Regions from separate parts of the Mus musculus genome. Here region 1 is linked to region 2. A link is a contact called in public promoter capture Hi-C data. All regions are on one chromosome and are shown on one strand. Each heading gives the region's core, a stretch centred on a gene start, on an enhancer-like site or on the middle of the called end of the contact. The rest is flanking DNA. Distances are from core to core; before and after follow the strand shown. Region 1 has its middle 16 kb from the start of Gm26578. Region 2 holds the start of Rnf122 (ring finger protein 122).

Region 1 (2,700 bases), core at 195-2,694, 880 kb after region 2:
GACTGGGGCACACACCTGTAATCCTAATTCTTTGGAGGTAGAGGCAAGAAGAATCTTAGCTGCTTAGGAAATTTAAGCCCTGAGCCTCAAATAAAAATAAGAGGAATGGAAATATATGGAGGGGGAGGAAGGAAGGAAGGAAGGAAGGAAGGAAGGAAGGAAGGAAGGAAGGAAGGAAGGAAGGAAGGAAGGAAGGAAGGAAGGCAGGCAAAATCCAAGATACTTACTTTCTTGGGTCTTAGGACGAAACTCTTGGTTAAAGCATACAGTTGTTATATATTAGAGCTGGATTCTAGTACCAGCATTATAAAACTAATTGCTACTAAAATGTAGTTCATCAAGGGTACTTCCTGGGCTATAGTTTTTCCATCTTAGTGTATTCTCAGGGTTCAGCAGGGCATACATTCCATAAAGCTCTATCTCTATAGCATGCCTGGAAAGAATTAGTAAATTAAGGGTAGCCGAGGAGCTACAATTCACAGGCAGTACCCAATTTCCATGGAGAACTTCTCTAAAATGACTTCTGGATCATATAGTATATACACTTTATGATATATTAACAATATTTATTTTCCATTTTTCTCTAAATTATTCACATACATCAATAACCGAGGTGGTCCCTAAGTTGAATTGCGCTTCATTACTGTATCACACACCAACAGTTATTCCATGGGAGGTAAATTGTTTTCCCCATAGCACCAATTTATTATTTGCCTAGATCTTTAAAGCAGTCATTTTCAACTAATTTTTTAGCATCCCCAAAAGATACTGACTACCAAAGACTCCAGTTGGTAATGTCTCGGGAGCATACCACATGAGACTAGAGACCACTGACCTACTAAAATCAGAGTCTGCTACATCTAAGATTTTTACTTGTTAGTTACTAGAGAAGGGAACAGTGTCTAAATATGTAAATGATGGCTAAAATCACAGAAACATAGTCTGTCTCCCTCTAGAGAGAGGCTGCCTAGAACAGTGGCCTATCTGTGCCATCATAGGGGCCTCCTTGACGAAGGCTCCCTCCTCTTCCACCCAGGAGAAGTTTGTTTATAGATCTGTGTCTCTGTCTTTCTGTCTCTCTCCATATGTCTGTCTCTATCACTCTGTCTCTGTCTCTCTGTCTGTTTGTCTCTCTGTGTCTCACACACACATAGATGCATGTACACACACAGAGACACACATGCACACACACACATGTGCACATACACACACACAGATGCATGAACATGCACACACTCACACTCACTGACAAGGCTTTCACCCTCTAGTACTATCAGCCCAGGTCCAGAAGCACTTCCTGTGTGTGACCCAGAAATGCTTTCACCCTGCGCAAGTTTGGAAAGCAGTCGCTGTCCTCTCGGTTCCTTGGATGCACTCCCAATGGACTCTTCGGTCCTGCTCCAGCCACTGTTTCATTCCCTCATTAAGGAAGCTGGCTGAGCATGAGTCAGCAGACCTTATGTGTCTCTACTAGCCTCAAAGGAGCTGCATTATCCTCAAGGCAAAGCTCCTCCCTGGGCTCCAACCCAGAGTGCCAGGCTCCTGTGAAGCCCCAACCTGAAGACTTATCCCCTCCAGTCCTTGGGAAAATTCCATTTGAGGCCCAGGCAAAGCCTACAATATGCCGAGTCTTCTTTATTGGTATGCTAGCCAAATACAAGTGACCAGAAGTCAATAAGTACAGCAAAAATTTATTGCACCTCTAATCCTTACTAAGTTTTTCCAATGATGATAATGATGGTGATGATGATAGTGGTAGTAGCGACAACATAACTCCTAAAATAAATAATAAATCCACCCGGTAAAAACTGAACGTTTACTTTACAAAACCAGTAATAGAGTACAAGGTCTCTGACCACTGGGATGTTGGCAGTAAATGGCACATATATCAGAGGCTGATCAGTAGTTAACATTCCCAAGGGTGACTCAATGTGCCATCACCTGCCCAGACATCCCTTTCTCAATCTGAGGGTCTCCTGCATGAAGGGCTTTCAGAGCATTCTGGCGGCTTACACTTACAGCACAGAGGAACCCCATTCGTAAGTACACTCCTAATACCATCATCTTCCATGTTATGACATTATGACTTAATGGCCATCTTTTCAGAAGGAACTCACTGTACTGTGTAAGAAACTTTAATAAGGAACATGAAGATACAAAGGTGTGGTTGACTTAAATTTACGGGCTGGTATTAAAGTCAAATCATATCAGCGATGTCTCCCAAGATGTTGCTTAATAGCACAGAGATCCATGCCTCTTTCTAAAAGTCTAATATGCCCAAAGAACTAGACAGTGAGTTCATATCCAGAATTAACCTTAGATTTTAAAGCCATAGTATTATAATAATTAAAATCTCTGTACTGAAATCCAAAGAGCTGGGTTCTAATTCTGGAATCTATGTTCTTATACACAAAGATTTTCATTATCTAAAAATCACCATCATCACCATCACCATCATCACCATCACAACACAAGCAGATGACAGTGTAGGTTACCATCCAGTACTAACCCTCAAGACTGATGGCATCCACAGGAACTTCATGTTAAAGTAGTGCATTCGTTTCCTTTTCTATTGATGTAAAAGAGCTATAACCTAAAGCAACTTGGGCAGGAAGGAGCTTATTTGCCTTATGGGTTGCAGTTCACAATCAGGGAACACCAAGTCAGCCAGAAGGCGGGAACTTAAGTACAATCCATGGA
Region 2 (2,700 bases), core at 142-2,641:
CTGCCCCCACTAAATTGATGAACTACAGTGAGCCTTCCATATTGTTAAGTTACACAAATATTGGGGGGTGGGGGGTATGCAACTTGATGTTAAGGGAAGTACGGTGTATATGCAAACACCACAATCACCGTCCACAAAGGCCTTCTGGATTTGGAGACTATCCGACCATCCCCAGAGATAAGAAGATTGCATTTGTTCCAGCAGCCCTGAGATGCAGGTCAGGATATTTGATACTTTAACGACTGTGCTTGGAAATGGCAAAACATTCATTCGCATGCATTAGCTCGCTCAGGGGCCAGAGACTCAGTTCCAACAAATCAATAGTGGGATGATAAGTCCTGACAAAGGAAGAGCAGGCCGTTTTGCTTGCTTATTTGTGGGTCTACTCAACACACTGCTTCTGAACGTGGCTGTGGCGCCTTGCACCGGGGTACTTTCAATGATACTCTATGCACTGATGGTAATACTTTCTTTTAAGTGGAAAGATAAACAAAAGCATACATAAACAAGCCTGAGTATGGTGGCACAGGCCTTTCATCCTAGCACCCTGGAGACAGAGGAGGGCAGATCTCTGGAGTTGGAGGTCAGTTAGGACCAAATAGCTTTCCATTAGCAAAATAATAAACATATAAAATAAACTATGCAATGTCATCCAAAATAAATAATACTACATGGAGATTTGAGATCCCCCCCCCCCTTCATCCCCTGTCCATTCAACACCGAAGCAAGACCCCTGTCCCGGCCATTGACAAAGCCAGTTTCCGGGTTTTCGCCACAGTCTAGGAGATTGGAATCCTGGCACGGTATGGCCTTCAGCTTTAGGCCTTATTCTTGTTTGTAAAAGAAGGCTCTGTCCTGAAGTGATGTGAGAACAATAGCCCTTTGAAGATGGAGTTTTGAGTTTCATCTGCTTTGCCCTCTTTGCCTCAGTTCTCTCCTTTCGCGGTGGGTCTGGGAATGCGCTAGCTGCCACGCATAACCAGGTCTAAAGGCGAAGGACAAGTGGAACCAACTCCCAGGACTGCCTTCTACAGAGCTATAGAAATTCGAGACAGACACGGATCTGTAGGCGGAAAACAAAAGTGGCACTAATCCTCGTGTCATTCCACCACCATAGCCCTCCCCGCCCGGGTCCTAGGAGGCGGCGATCTTCGCCCCCTGCAGGCGTCGCCTCTCACGCCGTTCTGCAGGCTAGGGACTCCCCAGGTCTGGCTAGGAGGCGGGGTAGGAATCTACCCAGAAAAAAGCTCCCCTGTCCAGAGGGTAAACTGGCTTGTAAATAATACCCCAGGGCAGGAGAAAGGCTCCCATTGGCCGGAGGGCAGGTGACGAAAAGGGGGCGGGCTCCCGGGAGGGAGCAGTCCTAGGGAGGGGGGTGTGAGCCGTGCGGTGTCAGTTTTCGGAATCCCAGCGCGCACTGCTCAGCGCAGTGGGACCCAAGCCCGGCTTCGTGTCCTGGCTACTGCCTTCTCGGCCGGGCATCCCGGCTCTCTCGGCTGCCCTCCCGGCCCGGGCCCTCGGTAGGGCTTCGCTCCGAAAAGACTTTGCTTCCTCCTCTGCCCTCTTTGTTGCTCTGCAAACCGGCCTCTCTGTAACCCTTGACTCCACTCCTCCGGGAGTTGCATCTCCATCCCGGCGGTCTCAGTGCACAGCCCCTCCAGCTCCAACACCTTGCCTCGGTTTGCTCCCGGAAGCCGACCTTGACTTCATTGATGCACCCATTCCAGTGGTGTAACGGTGAGTCCCTGGACCGGTGGGAGAACAGGGACCGCGCAGGTTCAGGTCCTGAGCCGAGTTTCCCGGTGTCTGGGACGGCCCAGAAGGCGTCCTGGCGCCCTGCTGGGCTCTGCACAGCGCGCAGTTAGAAAGATCCCATTCACTTTGTTGGGAATAAAGGGGGTCTGGAAGCGAGTGGAGGGCCAGGGGCGTGTGAGCCGAGTCTTCCCGGCCTTTGTATGGCGGTCCATCTCTTCTACCCCTTCGCCTGCCTTTGTGCGCTCTCAAACTCTGTTCTTTGTTGTGGTGGTTGGAGAATTAAATCCGCGCTCGGGCTAGGATCTCCTAGAGGGAGCTCAAGTTCCGGTTCTGAAACTTTGCAGGCTATTTTAAATATGTATACAGTGCAGCGTGCGGGACAAGGCGCGGGGTGACTTTCTTTTTCTTTGTTGGTTTTCACTGGCTCCTAGGGGCCAGACGCTGGATTAAAAGAGCGTCGCTTTACTGAATAGATAAAGCCTTGCAGAAAGAAAGCTGGGCCCCCAGCTCAGGGCTGGCCTGGCAAAAGCTTTGCTTTCTGGCAATAAGGCCAGACCCTGGGGTCTGCTTTCAGCCTAGGTGGTGACGGTACCTTCCAGCACAGCCAGCCACCCACCACCAACCGCTTCCCACACCCCACCGCGTGATGATGCTAAATTAGTTCATCTGAGGCTTTGGGGCAGCTCAGGTGTTACAGGTTAGAAAGCGGGTCTGGATTTCCTGTCTAGGCTACCTGTTGGATCTTTCTGAGCCAAGTCTTCGATGTTAATACCACCCACCCTTCCCCCAGAAGTACCCAAAATCTTGATCACTTTTTCTAGGCAAGTTGGCGAGGTGGAAAGAAGCTAACTTTTTTTTTTTTAAGTTTTTTGGTATGGCAGTCTGGTTGCTTGTGAAAAATCCATTCTTAAGTAGACTTCTGCATGATCTTGGACTAATTATTTC

The links. Promoter capture Hi-C pulls out the DNA fragments that hold promoters and counts their contacts.
Region 1: a contact with region 2 is called in a promoter capture Hi-C map of liver, with 2.5 times the contacts expected there. The contact joins the enhancer-like site here to the promoter of Rnf122 in region 2. A contact is called at or near these places in 11 of 39 promoter capture datasets (the 3T3-L1 cell line, 3T3-L1-derived adipocytes, the C10 cell line and 7 more), 1 of 15 datasets of contacts at CTCF or cohesin (stem cell-derived epiblast-like cells), 23 of 484 Hi-C or Micro-C datasets (3T3-L1-derived adipocytes, the C2C12 cell line, the HPC-7 cell line and 13 more), 9 of 115 datasets of contacts at active chromatin or transcription factors (astrocytes, embryonic forebrain, embryonic limb bud and 5 more) and 1 of 9 other capture datasets (embryonic stem cells).

Annotation. Positions count from the first base shown.
Region 1 is chr8:31,992,392-31,995,091 of GRCm38.p6, forward strand. It overlaps a transcript of Nrg1 not described here. Among named protein-coding and RNA genes, the nearest start is that of Gm26578, 16 kb to the right of the region's middle. Within about 2 kb of position 1,445, at least 33 of the 459 cell types and tissues checked have an H3K27ac peak or open chromatin away from gene starts, as enhancers often do. A contact at or near this core is called in the C2C12 cell line, astrocytes, embryonic fibroblasts and 1 more, where this site is marked.
Region 2 is chr8:31,110,436-31,113,135 of GRCm38.p6, forward strand. It overlaps Rnf122 (ring finger protein 122), which reads left to right and starts at 1,392. Exons shown (of 6, transcript NM_001368375.1): 1 at 1,392-1,737. The coding sequence starts at 1,713.